Regions from separate parts of the Columba livia genome. Here region 2 is linked to region 1. The links are chromatin contacts, called in public Hi-C maps. All regions are on one chromosome and are shown on one strand. Each heading gives the region's core, a stretch centred on a gene start, on an enhancer-like site or on the middle of the called end of the contact. The rest is flanking DNA. Distances are from core to core; before and after follow the strand shown. Region 1 overlaps ZFHX3 (zinc finger homeobox 3). Region 2 holds the start of ZFHX3 (zinc finger homeobox 3).

Region 1 (6,472 bases), core at 829-3,328:
CCCACGCTCTCCCCACACCACCTGCTAGCTGGGCAAGAGAGAAACGGCAGAGGAAAAATGGGAGGGATGAAGAATCTCACCTACTCCTACCACTTATAGGTACTGTTGTCCCCTGTGGTGTAACAAACAGCAAACCAGTTCCCTGGTATAAGAAGTTTCTACCCAATCACACCATGGATTAGAGAAGTGCCAGGGACTGACGGGAGCCTCCAGCACCTTCAGCCTTCCTCCTCATCCCCATCTCAAGGTCTTTAGACCGAACAGCACTGCAGAGCACCAACCCTGGTCACCGAGATCCCTAATTCACTGCAGAAATGCCCCCACTCACTGCTGCTCAGACAACACAAGAAGCAGCGCTGCCGCCTGCGGCCACAGACCCAACACGAGGCCTGGGGGCTCATTTCCACTCCAGCCAGGGGAAGAGTTTGAACACAGGCAGGATCATACAGGTGCAAAAGCATGAAGGAGAAAAAATACTCGGTGAAGCGAAGCGCTGAAAGCTCAGAACAGAACACAAAGTGCCGCTGCCATGGCTGTCAGCCAGAGCCCCGGCGTGCCGAGGCGGTGGCACCGAGCGTGTCGACACGGCACAGCTCCGCTCTGCGCACAGGCACCCGCGCCAGCGGGACACCGCGCCACAGCAGCTGCGTTACCATCTAATACCTCGGGTATGTATGTCTAGTGCTTGCAGTTTGACAGCAACCACATAATTGGCAGGGGCTACATCAACACTGGGAAGAAAGGGTTCTCTTAAGCCATTATATCCTCTTTTAGGCAGGACAGTTCATAATTTTAACTCGCATTATCTGGTCATGGTAAATCCTATGCTATCCTGAGGTTTCATCTGAACTACCTGACCAGTTAGAGCACCACCTTCCATCCTCCCCCTAACAAAGACAGGGCTAGAAATCAGGATTAAAAATATATATTAGGAGGCTGCAGATACTCAGCAGTGCCCTTGGCGAATGTGACAGCTTAAATCAGGGAGGGACTTGTAAAAGCATCCAGCGATCAGCACTGATATTAAGTGGAAGCACTGTGATTTACACTCTACCCCTGTTTTACTCTGTTAAAAGCTGGAAACTCTTAGGAGCTGCAGGGATCCCAGTGGTGTTTGCCAGGCAAAGCAGGACCCCCGGGTAAGAGGTGCGCTGGGTGCCATCGCCGGGCAAAGCACCTAACACGTCAGAACATACAAACTGGTGATGCAAGGGCAAGGTGTGCAGTCTGCCTGTGAGACAAGTGGCCGAGTTTGCTGGAGGGAAGGGCTTGGAACTCAGCAGCTGGCTTCATGTTTCAGAACTTAAAATTCCAGTTTTTTTCCACTCTGGGGACAAAACCAACAAATGGCCCCCTCAACCCAACCCAACCACCTTGCTGTCTTCAAACTGCTGCCATGCAGGGTGAGACAGTGTCTCTTCAACTGAGGCAGTGGCACAGAAAGCAGCTTTTGGCTGGTTTTATTAAAAACCTTCATTACAGGGGTTCTATTATTTATTCAAATCCTCACTTTAACCTCTCTCTGGACACCCAGCTTTTCTCTGCCGGTTCCAGTGCTCCCTTGGGGCCAGTGCCCTGCCTGCTGCAGACAGATGTGTGGACAGAGGTGGGTGGGAGCCACCGTCCCACGGCCCCGTTGCCCCCCTGGCCCCCGTTGCCCCCTCCACCGCATTGCCCCCATGGCCCCAGCGCCCCGCTGCCCCCACCCGAACAAAGGGCCCAGCGCGGCCGCACTCCCGGCTGCCGCCCGGAGGTGTCAGCACCGGCCTGGAGCAGGAGGCGCAGGGCGGCCGGCTGCTGCTCAGACACTGTCTGGGCTCTAACCTGAGCATGTGGAAATAATACACGTTTTCAAGTGCACTGTCTGGTTCGAGGGGAATAAAATAGGACATTCATAAGCAGTTACACCATCTGTCTTTATACCATCATCATCATCAACAAGGGAAAAAATAGCTCTTTAAAATGGATGAAAGCCCAGGCTGACAGTAACCGGAAAAATGTGAGCTATGAATACCAATAATGGCAGAAAATGATTAAAAAACAAGGCTACAAATGGCAAATCCTCCTTCCCCGCTGGGCCTGCAGCCCCTGTGCCGGTCCCACAGCTCCAGCCGAGCCCCCGCGGACCCTTGCACCCCTGAGCCCGACCCGCAGCGGCCCCGGCGAGACCAGAGCTGCCTCCCGCACACACCTCGGGAGCACAGCGGCCTCTACACCTCCTCCCCCTCCCGCCTGAGCTCATATTTTCTGAAGTGTTTGGTTTCTTCAAAGCAGGATGGAAGGGAGAAGAGCACCAGACACATCTGCCCACAGAGGCTGTGCTCCGCTGGGAAGGGCCCTAGTGCTGCTCTTGGCTCCTCGCTCCCGGAGCCTGTGCCGAGGACAATCCTGCTCCTCAACCAGCACCTGGGGAGCTCCCTGCACCAGGGACCCAAGGACACCCCAGGGACACACTGGGGACACCCTGGGACTCAGCGCCTGGTGAGGAGCCTCAGGGAAGCGCTCACTCCCGGCTGCCTCAGGATCCCATTGCCGCAGCCTCCTGCTGCAGCCCTGCTCACCATGCTCAGCCTGGCCTGTCTTGCAGCTGCAGCGTTTCGGCTGAGCCCGGGACAGTGGGGAGAGCGTCCTCACTGCGCTACTCCTCGGCTGGCCATGTGCACCGCAGAGAGCTGCGAACCGCTGAGAACCAGCGCCAACAGACCGCATACAGGGCACCACGGGTGATCCCACCAGCTACCAACAGCGAGATCCTCCAGCATGGGAAACACAGTGTAGCAAAGGTGCTGTTCCCCAAACACATGCACCCCCGCTCTGGTGACAGCGCTGCAGCTGCTGAGGCGTTCCTGAGATGCGATGGCAGCAAACACACACACACCAATGGCACCCACCGTCCATCCTCCTGTGCTCCCCTGGGACACCCCTCTGAGAGGACAGGGCCAGCAGCATAGCTGGGAGGGAAAGGTCTGCTTTTCTCCTCAATCCACTGCACATGCAACAAGGAGCTCTGAGCTTCCATTTTAACTACCTGCAAATCCTGGTGTCACATTGCTCCCATGCTGTGTTTGAGCAGAGCTTACCACTGTCTTTTACCAGACATCTGAAGAGCCCCATATGACAGACCCGCAGCTGAGCATGAAGCCTCGTGACCACAGCTCCCAAAGGCTGCAGGAGGCCATGGTCAGCAGGATGTAGGGAATTTATCTCCAAACCATGACCATATTGTTACTGGTTGACCATACCTCCTTGAAGCTATACACACTATTGGGACTCACTCACGTAATTGTTTTCCTTAAGAAGACTGATAAAAACTCCACCAGTCGTTTTGTCATTAAAAAGGTACCCAGCTTAAGACCGTACATCCCTAAAGGTATCCGAGTCAGAGCTGGTATCCAGAGGGTGATAAGTCTCTGCAGTGTTTCGGCAGCATACTGGGGGGCTGACCAGGACTTGTGGGGAGCTCTGTAGAGAGATGCTTTGTGAGAGGGGATGGGGTTGACTCCTGACCTGGGAACCTTAACAAGGGGCTCTGGAATGGCAGCGATGCTGCTGCAGCCCATGCCCAGAAGATGCAGGTGCCAGACCGGTGCCTCTGGTTCCCAGAAACACCGGCATGTGGGGTTCAAGAAGGACAAGGCGGCTTCATGCTCTGTGGGAGCTTGCCAGGGTGGGTGCAAGAGTTCTTGCTTTGGGATTTGCATGGAGGGGATTGTGTCCCACTGAAATACAAACACAACCTGCCCATGGGTCCCCGTACCAGGCTGCCATCTGCAAGGCCATGATGCTTTATCGAGAAATTTTCTTAGATTTTCCAGCCACTGGGGTTCGGATCAACACCAAGAACGGGCACGTGTAGCTGCGGGGCACCTGGCATCCAAGAAGCCTGCTCTCCCACCGCACCAATCTGCCCATGCAAAATCTTAGAAAGAGTCTTTTCCTCCTTCATGAATAAATAATTTTAGACAGTGGCATTTCCTTTTAATTTAAAATTAAGCCATTCACTATGGTAGGGGGAAGAGAGGAAAACAGTCTGGAAAATCATGAGTATCTGACATCTGCAGATGTCAGAGAATCTCTGACTCAGGTACACTCTGAAAATGCAGCCGGGTCCCTGCACACCGTCACACACACACACTGCCCCTCTCAAAACCCACAAAGTCTGAGGGTAGAAGTCAGCAACCCCCAGCTGGATCCAGGCCAGCTTGAACAGTGCAAGACCTCCCAGCTCTCCTCTCAGCTGGATTTTCCTTAACAAACCCAGATCTTTATCCAAAGGGATAAGGGGCATTTCAGGGGTGGCGAAAATGTAGGGATGGGAGAGAAAGAGCGTGCGCTCGCCTCCCCACCCTCCGGCAGGCTCGAGAGCTGAGAAACATTAGCTGTCATGAACCACAATCAAATCAGGTTTGAAATATTTAGCAGTGGCTTGGAAAATGCGGTGGTGCAGCTCTGACAGGCGAGATGTGCAGACACCCATTTTCCATTATAATGGAAATATCAAGCCTGTTCTGAATATGTATAACCTAGAAAAATGTATTGATTTTTCATTTGGCATTAAAAAAAATGAAATACCCTGCAGCTGTCAAAAGCTTTTTGTTAAAAGCTCATCTTTCCTGGAATGAGGTTTACCAGAAACAAGTTTTAATTGTACACAGGGTCTCTCCTTTGAAACAAAAAGAATCCCTGATGCTCCCTTTTTTCAGGATAAGTAGCCAAAAAAGCCTATGGAACGACAGGATTGAGACCCGTCTGACTTGTGCAAGCTGACGCTGCCGGGAGGTGACAGCCCGGCGTGTGTGCAGCCAGCTGTGCGCTGCACATGCACCGACACGCGTGCCGCGCCGGCCCCGCGAGCTGCCGCGGGCCAGGTCACCCCGCAGGGCTGCCGCCCGGCCCGGCTGCTCGCACGGGTTCAAACGCCCGGTCCCAGCGCCCCGGCAGGAGACGTGCCGCGGTCCAGGTCCGCGGGGCAGCAGGAGGGCTCAGCCCGCTAGCTGTGCTGGGCCAGAGGGCACCGGCCACTGCTGCTCACCCTATGAGCGGCTTTGCCCAGCTGTCCCCAAAGTGCACCCCGCTGGGATGATGATGCTGGCTCAGAACGGGCGGCTCACAAATACACTCTGTGCTAGCACCTAACTGGATTATTTTACATAAACTTGTTTATTCCTTTCACTTTTCTAATAGGAAAAGCAAGACTCCAAGCAGTGAAAAGGATGCACCAGGCACAGGTTACGAGAGAAGCGCCATGGACTGCAGCCCTGATGCAAACACAGGTGGGTGAGTCCCATCATCTGACAAAAGGATGCAGAGAAACAGCAATAATGCCACATGTATCTTGGATTAACGACACTTATTTCCAAGATGGCCCTGTCTCAGAGTGTGGTTGGAGCGTATCTGTGCAGCTTTCATTGACAAAAAAGAAAACACTGACTACGAGCGTGCCCCCAGCTGATAAAGCCATCCCAGTTCCTATCTTCTCAAGGCAGGGAACGTTTATCTGGCTTTTGTGCAGTTAACTAGAGAGACAAGTATTCAGATAAATAAAACAATACATCCAACAGCAAAAGAACTATTTGTGAACTTTTAGCTTCTGTTCCTTTGCTTTCTTCTCCAAAGAAAAAATTCAGAATTTTTGGCCAGTTTCCCTGAACAGATCTGAAAATCCTACAACAGCTTCCACATCTCTGGTTATCTCCCAAACAAGCTTCTTGCTCAACAGAGATGGGATGACCCTCTGGCACACATTAGCACCTTTTTTTTTCTTAAATACGAATGCGGTGACTGATATGGTTATTATTTTTGCATTCGGTCACTTTTTGTGATTTCCCAGCTCCAGTTCTGGGCCTCCCATGGCTGAGCAGTGCTGGGCTGGGAGGCTGCTCAAATCCTGCAGCCTTTGGCTTCGGGCTTTGGGTAACGTAGCAGCACTAGGAAAGGGAACAATGCCATCAATACCAGACAATTTGAAGACAAGACAATTTCTGTCTTAAAAAAATAGAACCTAGTAGTGGTGAAACCTGCCACGGTCTGTTTTAAGGGAAGAGAAGAGCGGGACATGGAGCAGAAAGCTGAAGATGGTCCATGTGCGGTCACTGACATCAGCCTTACAGGTGCAAGAAGCCGGGAATCTGCTGCAAGGATCTGAGAGGGGCAGGAACAGCCTGGGAAAGGCCCTGACTGCTCAGAACCCTCCACCTCCACAGAACCCGGCAGCTCCGAGCTGCTCCTGCCTCCTGGTGCTGGCCCGGGCTGATACGGGACCGGCCCGCGCTGATCCGGGACTGATCCGGCACCGCAGCCGCGGGCAGTGTGTCGGTGGCTCTGACAGCGCCAGCTCCTTGTGCACCCCCAGGGCCCGGCCGCACCTTGGCTGTCAATGGACAGACCAGAGGACGCCGCATCTCGGCGCAAAGGGACAGAAGTGCAAGAACCCCCTCCCTGAGATGGCATCGACTTCTCCCTGACCCTGCAA
Region 2 (6,115 bases), core at 1,654-4,153, 110 kb after region 1:
GAAATGCTCGGCCTCTTCCCAGTCCATTCCTGAACTACACCAATCTCTCCAGCGCAAACACGGCCCCGGCACCGCGGCAGGGCCGGCACACGCACCACCATCAGCGCCCAAGAGAAGATGAGCGAGTCTGACACCGGCGGGAGAAATGCTGACGTTAGGGAGTCAAGCCCCAGCAGAACAGCGTGTGAATAAAGTTGATGTAAAAGCCCACTAGTCATTTTTCATCTTCACACAACATTTTTTTTAATATTATGATTACTATTATTATTTTGGAAAGCAGAAGTGTTAATGGGGAGGCTAACACAGCCAACCATATGTCCACCAGTCCAGGATTTAGCGATCCCCGCTGAAGCCATTCAAGTGCTGGTGCCAGGCCCAAAGTAAATCTGCGCCCCCGCGCTGCTCCCGGCCTCCAGCACGACACCGACGGGAACCGGGGCGGGGGTCAAAGCAGAGAGATGAAAGAGGGACACGCGCCTCTGCTTTTGTCAAAGCGGACGCCGTCAGGCCCTGGTTTGACAGCAGCCACCACAAGGCCAGGAGAAGGTGCCAGGCGTGCGCGGGGTCGCCCACGCCGCCGCCTGCCCAAGCAGCACCTTGGTCCTGCGGGAACAAAAGGCAGCGACGGGCGGGAGGGAGGTACGGGGGCTGCGGCAGCCCAGGGCCAGCGCCGCTGCCAGCGCCACGGCCGCTGTGCCGGAGAGGGGATGGAGCAAACCTCCTGCTGCCCACTCCTCCCCAAATGACCCCGTTTAAAAAGGAAAGAGAGCAAAAAAGAATTACAAATACAGCAAAGCAATCTCTGTGTCCAGCCAGAGTTTCTCTCCCCTCTAATATGCCTTTTGTTTGCTTTTGTTTCTGGCTGAAGGCCTGCAGAGCGGGACCCGGCTGGGAGGGCGGCTGGGAGCGGTGTCCCCACACCCAGGCTGGTGCTGAGGAAAGCCCTGGGCAGGGGGCAGCGGGGGATCCCGGGCCCGGCCAGCGGTGGGGAGCCCAGCACAGCCCTGCTGCCGCCCGCAGGGCCAGGACACCCGCTGTGTGGCTGCCCCCGGCCTCTGCCGGTGCTGCAGCCAAAAAGCCACGCTCCGTCTTGCCTTAATGCCGGACCAGACAGTGCTCCCTAATGAGGGAGCATTACAATCAGCTTGTAATGCTGAATTTTTAATGCTGCCGAGGGCTCTGTTACATAATAAAGGGGGAAACGGGAGTGGAGCGCGGCTGGCGGGGCGGCCAACACGCTCCCCCCGGCCCCGGCCCAGCGCAGGTGGCGGCCCCAGCCCACCGGCTGCCCCCCCGACCCGCCGCTTACCGCCAGCACCGCGGGACGGGGCGCGCAGGACACCCATCGGAGCTCCTGCCCGGCTGGGAGAGGTGCGCAAACTTTCCTCAAGTGCGTGCAGGGGTGATGCCAAAACGCTCGCTCTCCTCTGCGCCAAAGCTCGGCCGGGAAACAATTTAACAGCAAAGTTCACGAGCATGTTAGCTGCATGCTCTCGTATGTTCCTGTACATGCAAGCTGCGCTGCTCCTCTCCGTAATACCCTAAGACTGTAAATCTATAACCACTGCAATGATTTAGTGATTAAAAACATGATAACATATTGTGTAACTGCAAACCACAAAATCCCTGCCAACTCTCCTCCAAGATACAGGAACAAAAATACAGAAAATGTGTTGCTCGCAGCAGTCTTCCTAAACTCAACAGAAAGATTTTAATAATAATAATAATAATATAAAAAAAATCTAGACAGCAGAAAAAGGCTGGAGACAATGCAAGGCTGGAAAAAAAAATTAAAAGACAGAGTTTTAAATATGATTCTTGCTCTAACAAATTATAATCTAAACATGCCTCTCTTTTTTTCTCTTTTTAAGTTTGTCGTAACTGGAATAACTGGTCTTGTGTGATGTCTTGCATATTCAAAGTGCTTTGTAATAGGATACGGAGACCAAACCTTATTTGCCTAAACTCAATGGGTTTTATTTTTTTTGCCTCTTTGCCCCCCCTCCATTTCTTTTCCTTTTATTTTCCCTCCTCCCCCCCTTCTCCCCTAACAGGGGGGGCACAGGAGGGGGAGGCAAAAGCTGTAAAGAAAATACCTGAAAGGGGAGGCTACAATTTATAATATGGCGAGGAAAGCAAAATATCATATATATATTTTTTTTAAAGGCAGCTGTGGGAGTTTTGGCGTCTAAGCAGCCAACTTGACCCTTTTCTCCCTATTCTCTTATTGCCCCCTTTGCAGGATTCCTGCACCTTCAGACGGATTCGAACTCAATGTGACCCTAAGGAGGGAGTCACTGAGCCTCCAGAAAATTGCTCCATATTAAACAGGAGCGAGAAGAGAAAGACAGACAGACGACCGAGGAAGAGACGCGTATATGTTACATATCCGCACAAAGTACAGGACATACCCAGAGCTTGAAAGAGAAACAGACCTTTCTCGGAATTACAAAAAAAAAAATATAAAAATTTAAAAAGAGCAGAGGGAGTTTAACAATTAAAAAAAAAAAAAAAAAACAAACAAAACACAAAACCACAAAAAACCACGCAAGCCAAATTATAAATAATTCACACTAAGAAACCCGTGTGTGTGTGTGCTACGTACATCCGCGTTTATACACAGCCATACAGCCGTATGTGTCCCCCACACAAACACACTCTCCTCTGGAGGGTTAGTTTCAGGAGAGCACGAATCGCCTTCCCTCCGAGGGCGAGGAGCACAGTTTATTCAGAGGAATCAATAGGAAAGAGCATTTGCAAATATTTAGATAAGCGCCGTGCGATTCAGCATTAAGTAATTAAAAACTGAAACTGAGAAGGGGGGGATCGGCCTACAGTGGCGTTTGCTGCCTTCACCTCTCCCATCCCCCTAGCCGCATTCTTCCCAAAACTGAGTCTGCCCGCGGAAAACAAAAATCAGAATTACTCTGGCTGGCCAGGCCGCTCGGGCAGCTCCCGGCGCGGGGCCCGGGCGGGCGGTGGGTCGGGCCGCCCCGCGGCCGGGCCAGTTTTCGGCACTTCTTCGCCCTTTTGTTTTCCAGCGCGTCACCGCGCGGAGCCCCGCGGGGCAGCCCCGGGGGCCGCCCGAGCCGCCCCTGCCCCTACGGGCTCCCGGGAGGCGCCGGCTCCGCGGAGCCCACGCGCGGCGGCCGCTGGGCGCGGAGCCCCCGCGGGGCCGGGCCCCCGCCGATCGATGCCCGCGCCCCGCCGCCCGCCCGGCCGCGCACAAAGCCGAACAGCGCCGCGCCGCTCCGCGCCCCGCGGCCATGGCCGGCGGGCGGGGCGGGGGCTCCGCGGGCGCGCAGCGGCCCCCGCGGCGCCGGCACCTGCGCGTCCCCGGCGGCGGCGGCGGGGCTCCGGGACGGCGAGCGGCACAAAGTTTGCTGGGGGATCCGGGGCGGTGGGTGGGAGCGGGCGGGAGGGGGGGCCGGACCAGCCCCATGCAAAGCAGCCCGGGCGCCCCGAGCAGGAGGAGCCCGAGCGGGGGACAGGGCAGAAAAGTTGCCACTTACGCGGTCGCTGCTCCGGCGGCGGCGGCGCTTTTAATCCCGGGCGGCGGCGCGGGGGCTACAGATCCCATGCAGGCTGCGGCGGCTGCGGCGGCAGGAGCGCGCTCCGCGGAGGGGCCCGGGGCAGCAGCAGCGGGAGCCGGGGGCAGCAGCCGGAGCCGAGCGGGAGCCGCCGCCGCCGCCGCCGCTGCCCAGCAGCAGCATCGTTGTCGGGGAGTTTGCAGCCCCCCGGAGAGAGGGGGCCGCGGGCGGCGGCAGCAGCAGCGGCGGCGGCGGTCGGGTCGGGGCGGAGCGGCGCGGAGCGGGCGGCGGGGCTGGCGGTCGCCGGAGCAGGAAGCGCCCGGACTCAGATCTGATGATTGGGAAGAAAAAAAACTCTTTGGATCTTTATTCTGCTAATTAGTTTCCTGCAAAAAATGGCTGATTAGTGCAGTGCGCATGTGCCTCATTACCCAGGCACGACGGGAAGGGCTAATTAGCCACCTTCTGGATCAATAAGATTCAGCCCAGGCGGCGGGGGAGGGAGCGAGCGAGCAGGAGCGGGCGGGGGGAGCGCGGCGGCGGCGCCGCACCGAAACTTGGGGCAAGCGGCCGGCCCCCAGCCCGCGGCGGGGGGGGCGCCGCTCCGCACCCTGCCGCGCAGCGCCGCGCAGGGGAGGGGGCCGGCGGGCGGCTCCGCTCCGCACCGCTCCGCGCCGGCGGGGCGCTCCGCGGGGCCACCTGCCCCCGCGCCCCGGGCGGGGCCGCGCCGCCCCGCGCAGGGCAGGGCGAGGCGAGCTCGACCCCCGCCGCCAGCGCCGAAGTTTCCCCGGGAGGAGCTGGGAAAGTTGCGGCCGGCAGCGAGCGCAACTTTGTGTCGCCCCGGCGCGGGGCGGGCGCGGAGCGCGGCGGAGCGGCCCCGCAGCATCCCGCGCTGTGCCCGCGCTGCAGCGCGGCCCGGCCCGGCCCGCGCTCCCGTGCAAACTTTGCGGCCGCCGTTCCGAGCGGGACAGCGGATCAATACAGCCGCGTCCAGCCGCGATGGGAGCTGGGCTACAGGTTTCACCAGCCATCGCTGGCAACAGCTTTGTCATTTTCTAAAATAAGAAGCTAAAAGTTATTGTAGAAGAAGGGGCTTTTTTTGTCCCCTGCACAATATGCCTTTTGTGAGTTTAATGCCATTCTGGGGCTCTCTATAGCCCCGGACAATGGGGAACTCCAGGAGGCGGCTGTGCCTCTGCCTTTTTTCTTTCTTGCTTTCTCTTTTCTCCCCCCATTCCCTCCTCTTCCCCCCCCCCCCTTTTTTTTTCCTTTTTTTTTTTTCTTTTTTTTTTTTTTAGGAAAGGATGCAACATTCCTCCAGTCCCAACAGAACCTCTGCTTTGATTTAATAAATATTTCTCTAGCTTTACGGTAACATTTTCCACTTTCTGTTTGGGTCCATCTGCGCTTATTATTTAAAATTTTTATTTCCAGCAGCTTTTCCCTCCCCATTCCAGCCCTGGTGAAAAATGTAGATGATCGCTGGGAACGTGGGATTGGAATTTTAGGAGGAAGTGAACCAGTAAAGAACCTCTATCCAAGCTTCAGGAATATGTTTTCTTCAGCTTTCTGTAAGAGACTATTTTATTACTGGCAGCAATGCAGCAGAATTAAATCATCTCTCTTGAAAATCTAAAGAAGCTTTTCAAATTGCCTTTTTAAATTTTTTTATTTTTTCCTTTTTTTCTTTTTTTTTTTTTTTTTTTTTTTTAATTTTTAATAGTAACTCAAGTAATTAAGTTCCCGGTTTGTTTCATAGCCTTGAACAAGGAATGCAGTTGCGGTCAGTTTTGCCATTTTGGAGATCCTTAATGTAGATGTATTTTATACTGAAAGGTAATAAACTGCATGTTTGTTAGTAAATATTTTCAATTAAATGTATCAAGCTTTCCGTATTTCTTAATGTGGGGTAGTTATTTGAAATTTTGACAAGTCCCCTTAGTGGGATGGGGGGATGAAAGAAGAGGACAGATTATTGGAAATTGGAAGGGCTGTCCTAGTTGATACATTACTGGAAGTATCTTGCATTTGGAAGATGTTCATGGGTTTTAAGAATTGAGGTTTAATATGTACCATAGTTATTTGAATATTCTAAATGCAGCACTGATGTGTACTGTTATAATGCGCATGCTGTGTATGAGTTCTTACGGGTTGTTAAATGGATAGACTCCAGTACGTTACCAGTTTGACTTTAAAAGCTGCCCTTAAACTGTCAATCCCTGCTCAAAATATGCTTGTCTAGAATTATGGAAGAATAATTGTTAACATTACTTCCCCTTTAAAAAAAAAAAAAGAAAAAAAAAAAAAAACCACAAAAACAAAACCTACAAGCCCTGGGGCAAGTAAGAATTTTCAGGGCTGCTTGGTGCGCTATCTGTAAAGGTGCATGTAATTCGTAACTGTTGTTCTTGCTGAATATGAAACAAACGTGTTTTGATGTCGAAGTTGAGGCAAGAATAAAGTAACCCTTGTCTCTTCGTACTTGGTATAACTTAGAAGTGCATGTTTAACCAGAGGCTGTAGATCCGGTAGACCGGTCTGAGAATGGGGGCTGCCTATATACACACTTATTGCAGAGCAAAGAA

The links. A called contact is a pair of places that touch in the nucleus more often than the background predicts.
Region 2: a Hi-C map of crop shows a contact between it and region 1, with 2.3 times the contacts expected there. The contact joins the promoter of ZFHX3 here to the enhancer-like site in region 1. A contact is called at or near these places in 2 of 2 Hi-C or Micro-C datasets (crop and liver).

Annotation. Positions count from the first base shown.
Region 1 is chr13:5,220,568-5,227,039 of bColLiv1.pat.W.v2, forward strand. All of the region lies in intron 4 of ZFHX3 (zinc finger homeobox 3), which reads right to left. Among named protein-coding and RNA genes, the nearest start is that of ZFHX3, 110 kb to the right of the region's middle. Within about 2 kb of position 2,079, at least 2 of the 3 cell types and tissues checked have an H3K27ac peak away from gene starts, as active enhancers do.
Region 2 is chr13:5,327,142-5,333,256 of bColLiv1.pat.W.v2, forward strand. ZFHX3 (zinc finger homeobox 3) reads right to left here and starts at 2,904. Exons shown (of 11, transcript XM_065028232.1): 1 at 1,310-2,904. LOC110360456 (a long non-coding RNA gene) reads right to left here. Exons shown (of 10, transcript XR_010465803.1): 10 at 5,238-6,115.